3 separate regions of the Sus scrofa genome follow, and regions 1 and 2 are each linked to region 3. Evidence: chromatin contacts called from public HiChIP or PLAC-seq data. All regions are on one chromosome and are shown on one strand. Each heading gives the region's core, a stretch centred on a gene start, on an enhancer-like site or on the middle of the called end of the contact. The rest is flanking DNA. Distances are from core to core; before and after follow the strand shown.

What was found. HiChIP or PLAC-seq counts read pairs in DNA pulled down with a chosen protein or histone mark.
Region 1: a contact with region 3 is called in an H3K27ac HiChIP or PLAC-seq map of alveolar macrophages. The contact joins two enhancer-like sites. A contact is called at or near these places in 1 of 5 promoter capture datasets (liver), 25 of 47 Hi-C or Micro-C datasets (alveolar macrophages, blood, embryonic fibroblasts and 13 more) and 2 of 2 datasets of contacts at active chromatin or transcription factors (alveolar macrophages and skeletal muscle).
Region 2: a contact with region 3 is called in an H3K27ac HiChIP or PLAC-seq map of alveolar macrophages. The contact joins the promoter of NCF4 here to the enhancer-like site in region 3. A contact is called at or near these places in 1 of 5 promoter capture datasets (liver), 15 of 47 Hi-C or Micro-C datasets (alveolar macrophages, blood, embryonic fibroblasts and 9 more) and 2 of 2 datasets of contacts at active chromatin or transcription factors (alveolar macrophages and skeletal muscle).

The regions. Positions count from the first base shown.
Region 1 is chr5:10,788,592-10,791,795 of Sscrofa11.1, reverse strand. No RefSeq gene overlaps it. Among named protein-coding and RNA genes, the nearest start is that of TEX33, 22 kb to the right of the region's middle. Within about 2 kb of position 1,540, at least 15 of the 83 cell types and tissues checked have an H3K27ac peak or open chromatin away from gene starts, as enhancers often do. A contact at or near this core is called in alveolar macrophages, fetal liver and liver, where this site is marked.
Region 2 is chr5:10,992,430-10,995,530 of Sscrofa11.1, reverse strand. NCF4 (neutrophil cytosol factor 4) reads left to right here and starts at 1,529. Exons shown (of 12, transcript XM_021091535.1): 1 at 1,529-2,783. IFT27 (intraflagellar transport protein 27 homolog) reads right to left here and starts at 1,349. Exons shown (of 7, transcript XM_021091536.1): 1 at 904-1,349. The coding sequence starts at 937.
Region 3 is chr5:10,892,596-10,895,773 of Sscrofa11.1, reverse strand. NCF4 (neutrophil cytosol factor 4) reads left to right here. Exons shown (of 12, transcript XM_021091535.1): 4 at 2,835-2,919. Among named protein-coding and RNA genes, the nearest start is that of CSF2RB, 54 kb to the right of the region's middle. Within about 2 kb of position 1,488, at least 30 of the 83 cell types and tissues checked have an H3K27ac peak or open chromatin away from gene starts, as enhancers often do. A contact at or near this core is called in alveolar macrophages, embryonic fibroblasts, fetal liver and 2 more, where this site is marked.

The sequences.
Region 1 (3,204 bases), core at 291-2,790, 100 kb after region 3:
AAATAAAATAAAATAAAATGATGGACAATGGTCGGGGAGTTTCCTTTGTGGCTCAGTGGTAATGAACCCATCCAGTATCCATGAGGATGAGGGTTCGATCCCTGGCCCCACTCATTAGGTTAAGGAGCTGGTGTTGCCATGGGCTGCTGTGGAGTCCACAGATGTGGCTTGGATCTGGCGTTGCTATGGCTGCAGCATAGACTGGCAGCTGCAGCTCCAATTCAACCCATAGCCTGGGAACTTCCATATGCGCAGGTGCAGCTGTTATAAATAATAATAATTTAAAAAAAGATTGACAATGATCAGAAAGCTGGAGACATCATTAAGGGATGTGAAGGGGAGTCCACGGAGCCCGGTGGGGATGACACAATGGGAGAAAACAAAACTGCCTCGTGTTTGCACCCACTGACTGAGGACCATTCAATGAATGGACTACCCAAGTTATGCAAAAATCAGACTTAGGAATATTAGATTCCAAATGATTAAAAGCAGAGGCAGATCTGTCTATACATGATGGTCGAAAACATGACCAAGTCATATTAAGTGAAAAGGTAAGTTGAAGAATGTGTCTCGAGGGAGTTCCCATTGCGGTTCAGCAGAAACAAACTCGACTAGTATCCATGAGGACTTGGGTTCAATCCCTGGCCTCACTCAGTGGGTTAAGGATCCAGCACTGCCGCGAGCTGTGGTGTAGGTCGCAGACGAGGTTCGGATCCTGTGTCGCTGTGGCTGTAGCGGAGGTCGGCAGCTGTAGCTCCAATTAGACCCCTAGCCTGGGAACTTTCATATGCTGAGAGTGCAGCCCTAAAAGCCAAAAAAAAAAAAACCCTGAATGTATGTCGAGGTGTTCCCACTGTGGTGCAGCAGAGTAAGAATCCAGCATTTGTCACTGCAGTGGCTCAGGTTGCTGTCATGGCTTGGGTTCAATCCCTGGCCTGGAAACTTCCACATGACTCAGGCAAGGCTGGGAAAAAACAAGTGCCAAGTCGTAGCTGATTTTTACTTTCCTGTATGTGTGGTTTTCTACAATAAAATGTGTTGCATTTGAAGCAGAAAGCTTTTTTAACTTTGTTTTTTTTTTTTTTTAAATCTTTATTTATTTCTCTGTTTTTTGGCCAAGCACCTGGGGTGTGTGGAAGTTTCCAGGCCACGGATAAAACCCAAGCCACAGCAGTGACCCAAGTCACTGGAGTGAAAACCCCAGATCCCTAACCTGCTGTGCCACAGGAGAACTCCTGTAATCAGAAGATTTTAAGAAACAACAACAAAAAGAAAAATACGAAAGTGAACAGGAAAAAAATGAATTGGATGAAAGTATAGGCACAGAAGAATGGAATGGGCAATCCCTCAGAGAATCTGCTACTTTGGGAACTCTCTGAGCTTTCTGGAAGAGGCGTGATTAGGGAAGCACTCAGTGGCACCCACTTCCTCCCCCCTCCTCCCCCCTCCTCCCCTTCACCCCCCTCCTCCCTCTTGCCCCTCCTGTCCCAGTCCGCTTTCCTTCCCGCCTTGAGCTAAGGCTTGGCCCAGCTTGGTGCTGCCACCTAGAGGTCAGTGTCTGACATGACTAGATCCCCTCTGCAGGGGCTGCCCCTCAGTCTCCAGTTTTCATTCTCAGTCTTTTGATTTCAGGGCTGAGGTTGGAGCTTTGTGGGCAGTTCCAGTGTGAAGACAAGATGGGAGGAAAGAGGAAGACAATGAGACAGAGAACACCTGTGTGTGTATCTGTGCAAAAACTGCTGTGGCTGGAGTTCCCGTTGTGGTGCCGTGGAAACAAATCCGACTAGGAACCAAGAGGTTGTGGGTTCCATCCCTGGCCTCGCTCAGTGGGTTAAGGATCTGGCATGGCTGTGAGCTGTGGTGTAGATTATAAACGTGGCTCGGATCCTGCGTAGCTGTGGCTGTAGCTGTGGCCAGCAGCTGTAGCTCTGATTCGACCCCTAGCCTGGGAACCTCCATATGCCTCAAGTGTGGCCCTTTAAAAAAAAAAAAAAAATTGCTGTGGCTGTGGTGTAGGCCAGCAGTTATAGCTCTGATTCGACCCTTAGCCTGGGAACTTCCACAGGTGTGGCCCTAAAAAAAAAAAATGACTAAGCACTTCAAAAGCGAGGCAGTAGATCATTAAACACGCTTGGGGGCCCCTCTGAGCGTGACGCTGTGTGACTGCCTAGGTTGCACAAGGTGAGTGTTGTGAGTTAAGTTTTATTTGGGGCAAAATGAGGACTAGATCCTGGGTGGCAGCATTTCAGACAGCTCTGAGAAACTTCCCGGAGGAGCTGAGGTGGAAGCTAGGATACAGAAGAGTCTTGCAACAAAGGGCAGGTAGTAGGTACAGAATATTAACTATTAGCTCCGAGGGGGCTGCCATCGCTAATGACTGTGACATCCTTTGCTCACTGATATGGCAGGCGGTACTTTATCTCTCATATATTTGTGTGTAGGTGTCACGCTGATGTTCAGCCCTCCGTGCGTATGCATTTGCTCAGGTGACTGTGTGTGTCCATGATGGTGTATTTGTGTGTGTGTGTGTGTGTGTGTGTGAGAGAGAGAGAGAGAGAGAGAGAGAGAGGTCAGGTTTCCATATCCCAGGATGCAGGACTTTCAGTCTCTGACTCAGGCTGCTGGGGAAGGATAAATGGGCTGATCTTCCTCGGTACCACTTATAACAGGTGCAGCCAGAGCAGCTCCCGTCATGACTCAACGGTAGCAAAACTGACTAGTATCCACGAGGACTTGGGTTCAATCCCTGGCCTTGCTCAGTGAGTTAAGGATCCTGGCATTCCCATGAGCTGTGGTGTAGGTCACAGATATGGCTTGGATCTGGCCTTGCTGTAGCTGTGGTGTGGACCGGCAGCTGCAGTTCCGATTCAACCCCTAGCCTGGGAACGTCCATATTCCCGTGGGTGTGGCCCTAAAAAAAAAAAAAAAAAAAAAAAAAAAGAGACAAAGCAAAAAATAGCTGAAGCCAGTCCAGTCCCTGGCAGAACTCTTGTTACAGCTAAAAACTAGTCCTTACCTTGTCCTACTAACTCACTCTAACCGGCTTTTCACAAATGATCGCTTCCTCGCTTAATGGCTTTCTTTTCCTGATGACTGCTTTCTAGTTAGAGTTACATCACACCTAGGGTTTTCTTTTCCCTGAAACACTCCCCAACACCCTCTTCCCTTTGTAAGCCATCTTCATTTCCGAGGAAAGGTCAAGGT
Region 2 (3,101 bases), core at 280-2,779, 100 kb before region 3:
ACAGGTTTCCAAAGTCACACAAGTGAAGGATTTTGAAGGTTGGCAAATCTGGGGGTTGACATCCCACCTATGACCTTCCTTTGCTAGGGGTGACCTTGGGCCACAGTAAGGTCAGACGAGCACAGCACTTAACCCAGTGTGCTGCCTCCTGGGAGAGGATGAAATGAAATACACCTGCCTGACATGCAGTAAGGACTCAGGAAAGTACATACATGCTCCTTGGTCGCAGGTCCATAATCATGGCAAATGTTTTCGAAATGAGCAGAAATACTACAAATGCGCATGTCACATTTTCATTCATTCTACCAATATTTAGTGAGTACCTACTATGTTCCAGATATTGTTCTGTGTGCTTGGGATGTATCAGTCAGGAAAACAGAGATTCTGACGTTTGGGAGAGTCCTTTATGTCCTCCTGCTTGTGGGGCAGCACAGTAACTCTGGGTCTTAAAGACAACACACATAACTTTTGCAGACTCTGCTCAACTGTACATGACTACCTCCTATCCCCGTTTTGAGAGGAATGGGTTCAGGAAAAAAAAAATCTCATAAGACCATCACGTCACTGATGCCTAACTTCGGGGTACAGGACATGGTTTAGTTGAAGCACTTGGGGTGAGCTTAGCCTTATTTTTTTTAGCGAGTCTACTCCTTCTGAGCACAGCTCAAATTAGTGACAGTGGTCTCAGAGTATGACAGGGAGTGCGGAAAAGCAACTGGAGCTACAAATGTGCTGTGGAAGATAATTCGTCTACGCCTAATGGAATTTACTCTATCAGTAATTGCATTAACTCGCCTTTGGAAGAGAGAAAGGGAAAGAGAGTAGCCAATTTACATGAACAAAAACTCTTGATAACTCTCTGGCCTCCGTCGACTGTATTCATCCGCAAGTTTTCAGACTCACCTGCCAGGATGCATTTCGCTGCCAGCTTCACCATGGTAACCAATCACCTCCGCGGACCAGACAGCGGAAGAGAGGCTGCTGGAGGCGTTGGGGGGCCCTGCCTGGGAAGGGGAGTGGGGAAGGCTGGCGCTGAAGGGTCCTGTGGCGGCGGTGGGGACAACGACCCTCTGGGCAGCCCGCGGGCAGTTCTCGGGCACTAGGGTCGCGGCAGGGCGCGGAGGATCGCCAGATGGGGCCAAGTTCAAGGTCTCAGAGAGTAACCTGGAAGATGCCAGCGAGGCGATTCGGATCCCGTCCCAGGCACAGCTCCAGTTAGTGGGAAGCAGGAATAGTGATCCAGCAACCTTCCCGCCCCCAGAACCGCAACAGATGGGCTTCTCGGGCAACCATGCCCCGCCTGCCCCGCCTTCTCTATTTCCTCCTCCTCCTCCTTGCTGGTTGTGGATTGGCTGCCACCAAAAGCTCCCACACCCGAAAGCTCCCGAAGACCAGTGGGAAGGAGGGGCGGGGATAACAGCCCTTTCTCGCCAGGTAATTCGTAGCAGTATCTGCTCTTCAAACTTTTCTCGCTTGGCTAATAGTTGTAGAGCATGTCAATCATCTCCACCTCCCGCCCCCTCACCTCTGGAAAGTTCAGGGAAAAACAGCTCCAACAACTTATATCCAGAAGCGGTGATAAAAGCAGCTTTCTGATTGGCCAGAGGCTGGCTTGGACCATCTCGGGAGGAACGCGTACCCTCCTCCCCTTCTGGAAGTGGGTTCGCCCACGGAGGGGGCCAGTTGGGAGCGCGGGAGACTGGAGCGGCGCCTGCGCAGTGGACAAGGTGCAGTTGCCCAAGCGGAACTTTGAACCCGCTCTGTTGGGCCGAGGTTCTTGTCGCCCCCTCAAGTCCCAGATTCCGGGGAGAGCGACGTAAGCTGCATCAAGAAATCTAGTCCTTGGCTCGCATCTCACAGGGAAATCTGATTTTTAAAGCCCGAGAATGTCATGCTTTAAAATGTAAAATAGGAAAGTGTTGAAAGTGATGTCTGTGGACAAAGAGAGAACAAGTGAGTTTAATGTGGGGGAGCAGCGGGACTCAGACACTTGAAGCCCTACTTTCCTGAGTCCAGCCCCTCTTGTAAAATGGAGAATATATCACATACCGCACATCATCGAATGAAAGCCAGCCCCAGGACACTCCCCATCCCACAGGGAGGCTCCGAGGATGTCTGTTGACTTTCTGGGGGAGGCTCCTCTTGCTGAAAGAGGAACCTCAGACTGAAATCACTGCCGCCGCCGTCTTCCTGACCTGGTGACCATCGTGGCACATCGCCTCGCCCCTGAGCCTGTTTCCTCGTTAAAAATGGGCTAGTGGAACCCACCTCCTGGGGTTGTCCTGACGCTCAAAAGAAGGTCTGTAAGTGCCTGGAACATAGTAGGGGCTCAACAGTGAGGAATGGATGAATGAGAAGAGATTCATCTGGACAAATTTCATTGATCATCACTGCCGTATGCCAGGTGCAGGCACCCCTGTTCTGCCTCTGCTGGGGCCCCCTGGGATGGCTGGTGCTGAGCAGGAAGATGCCCTCAGTGAAGGTGCCTGCCCCCGGGGGTTTGTCATCACAGGCCTTTCAGTTACCTGGAACTTGCCTCACCTGCTCAGTGTCTCCCTGTGGCTACCAGCCTTGCGCTGGGCCATGAACACACATACACTCCACACATTTCTGTGGATGCTTCAGCCTTGAATTGGGAGTGAAACAGAGCAAGCTGCCTGGAAGTTTCTTTCCTTGGGACTCATTCCTGGTATTGTGATTAAGATGTGTCTCCTGCCTTCCCCTCACCTACTTGTCTTCTTTGGAAACATCATGCAAGTCTGTCTCAGACACCCCAGGCCTCGGTGAGTCAGAAAGCCTCTGCCTGGTCTTTCTGCCCCCGCCCCGCTTCCAGGCTGCCCTGCTAATTAATCCCTCAGAGGCCCTCTTGAGTAAGTCACTCTTTGAGGCAGCTCCATGGAGCTGAGATGCTGAAACACATTTGGGGGAGATATATCTGGGAGCCTCAGTTTCCCCATCTGTGAGGGGCAGGAGGGACTAACAGCCCCTCCCTCATAGGGCTGTCTTCCTCTGCCCACATCTGCGGAGTCCACATCTGCAGAGCCCACATCCCTTTCCTTGGTGCTGCTGTGTGTGGTTTCGGTCAGCACCATTGTAAGAGC
Region 3 (3,178 bases), core at 239-2,738:
CCCGCTTCTCTCTCTGATAAACGTTGCCCCACGTTCGAAGCGTCCACTTGCCAAACCCTCTTGCCCAACGCACAGCCGATTCCATGAGGGACTGTCAAGCGGCCGGGCTCCTGCTGGCGCTCAAAACATCAGAGGCTTTTTCTTCACCACATCTGTGACCATGGAGATTATACAATTGCCGGACGCCTCCACTCGACCACGAGACCCAGGAAAGCGGAGGCCACGTCCTCATGTTCTTAGAATAGTGTCTGAGCTACAGTAGGTGCTGTAGCAGCTGTAGTAGGGTGTGGGGTGTGGGGTTCTTATGATGTAATTACTGTCATTATTATCATTGCCATTTCAGATGGGGAGACCGAGGCTGGGAGGGGCCGGGATATATCTGACCTCGTGCAGCAGGCTGTTGGGAGCTTCAAAGCAGGGCCCGTGCAGCCGTGTTCAGGACTAGAATTCTGGAGCCATATTCTGGCTTCTCGACTTCTTTGGGCAAGTTTGTTAACCTCTCTGAGCCTCCGTTTCCTTGTCTGGAAAAAAACATGACACTCTCGGAAGGGCACCTGGTGCTGGGGCGCTCAGGAAGTCGTTAGCTGAAGTTAGCTATTATTGCCCAGCCCTCCCGAGTCCCCGCTCAGGGCCATTTCTAGCTCTCCGGTTCCTTCCTGCCCCATCCCCAGCCAGCTGCAGGTGAAATCCCCCTAAAATGCACAGTCTTGGGGGAGAAAGTGGAGGAGGAAGCTTCCCCCAAGGGTGTAACCCCGGAACCGTGTGTGGAAAGTGAGTGGCGAGGTTGCCAGAAGCCACCGAGTTGCTCTGGGAGCAATGGGGCTTTCCTCTCCCTGCCCGCTGCCACCCTGAGTCACCTCTCAGCCAGCCCTCCAGAGTCCTGACGTGGCCCAAGAGCCCTGGCAGCCCAGATCACATGGGGACTGGCAGGGCCTGGGACTGGGGGTGTAGCCTTTGAAATCGATATTACGGCCGGCGCTGAGGTTCAGATGTGGCAGGCCCCGCCCCCACTCCCACCCTGTTTCCCAGTTGCTGCAACAGTAAAGTCATGTTTGCTTTCCTTGTTTCCTCATCCGGCCACAAGCGGCTGGATTCCGCAACCCCTAAGCTGCGCCTTCCCCATCTCCTTGGTAGTTTCCCTTCCCGCATGTGTCCCTCTCAGCCCCCTCCTCTGCTCATTCTGATTGCTCTTCTTTGGGGGGGGGTCCTTAACTACCAGTCACAGGGCATATGGTTGGTTCTTACCCTCCCACGAGCTGAGCAACCCCCCCAATCCTTGCTGAACTCCAGAGACACACTGCTTTTGCTGGACTTCAGCCTGGGTACCCAAGAGGCCCCTCAAATTAGCATCCCCAAATGGAGTCCCTCAGCTGGGCTCCCCTCCCACCCATCCTGGTCAGAATATGGGTAACATGTGGGTGTCAGTCTTGACACTGCCCTTTCTTTCACCTCTGCATCCAAACAGTCCCCAAACCCTACTGGCCGTAACTCTAGAGTGACTCACAGATCAGTAATGTGTCTGTCAGAAATGCATAAGGCCGCAGACAGAAGAGGAACTGAGAGTGGCTGAAACAGGCGTTTATGCTTTCACATAACAAGAAGTCCAGAGGTCGGCCACAGCTGTTTTGCGGCTCTCTGACTTCAAGACCAGCATCCCAGAGTCCTGTGAGCCTTCTCATGATATGCCTCCTGGATGCAATATGGCTGCTGCAGGTCCGAAGTCACACCTGCTTTCCAGGGAGGCAGAAGGGAAAGGGGGAGGAGACCATGATGGCCTTGTCCATCCCTCTGGATCAGGAGAGCAAGCACAGTCCCAGAGGGTCTTACGGCAGAGTTCCTCTTATGAACTGGTCACGTGGCTGCTCCTAGCTGCACGGAAGGCTGGGAAACAGCAATGGGATAATTATGTTTGGCTCAGACCAATAGTGATCTGTCACCACGGGGCTGGACCTTGTCACCCTGAAAAGAATTGGAGCTTGATTAGCAAGAAGCAGCAGCTCACACGAAAATGGAACAGTGTCTGCCAAGGGCGATGTCCCTTGTGTCTGTCCTCTCCTGTCCCCGCTGTCTGGCCCGGGTCCGCATCAGCTCTCGGCTGGACCACTTCAGGGCCTCCCAATGGGGCCCTGTCCCTTCAGTCTCTGCCCTCCTGTTCCTCTCCACTCAGCTGCCCGAGTTGGTCTCCTTAAGCCAAGATCCTGTTGTGTTTTCACTCTCTTCTGAACACTTATGTGGATCCCTATTGCCTGTAAAATTCCTGAGCTCGGCACTGGAGACCCTCCTCAGCCTGGCCTCAGCCACCTATTCAGTCTCTGATCACAACAGACTCCAGCCAACACTAGACCTGGGCCTCAGACCCTTGGCACATTCTGTTCCCTCTGCCCGGAAGGCCCTTCCTCCATCCTACCTAATGGACTCCTATTTAGTCCATCTAGATCTGGCCCAAAGGTCACCTCCTCTGTGAGGGTTTCCCCGACCAGGGCGTAATGAGCCCTTCTCCCTGGGAGGCGTGTGTCAACTTCCTTTACACCTGTGACCCAGGGCCTAGAACAGGCTCTGGTATGTTAGGGGTGCCGGATGCCCTGTTTCCGGATGAATAAAACAGTTGCAAAGCGATTTGCTGGACTCTAATACGGCTGTTGATATGTGGCCCTGTCTCCAAATGCCTTGGATCTCAAGGTCAGGTCTGTAGCGGGATCTGGCACAGGTGGGTGTTGAAGGGGAAGTTGCAGATACATTGGTTCACTCGGCACGGGGTCTCATATCCAGGGGCCACCAAACACAGCAGAGGTGATACCAGGATTTGATTTCTCTTCTCCTCCTGCCTCCCTCAGCGACTTCGCCCAGCTTCCTGACGACATTGCCGTCTCAGCCAACATCGCGGACATCGAGGAGAAGAGAGGCTTCACCAGCCACTTTGTAAGAGAGACCCGTCAGCCTTCGCCTCTGACCTCTGAACCTTTACCCTCTGATCTCTGAGCCTCCAACGCTCTCATCTCTTCACTTCTATCCCAGTGGTTCTCAACAGGGCCATTGTGCCCACCAGGAGACGCTTGGCAGTAAATATCTTGAGACACATGATTTTTACGACTTGGGGTGGGGCGTCTAGTGCATGGGGTCCAGGATTGTTGCTTCACGCAGCACAATGGCAGTCCCCACGACAGAGAATTACCTGGCC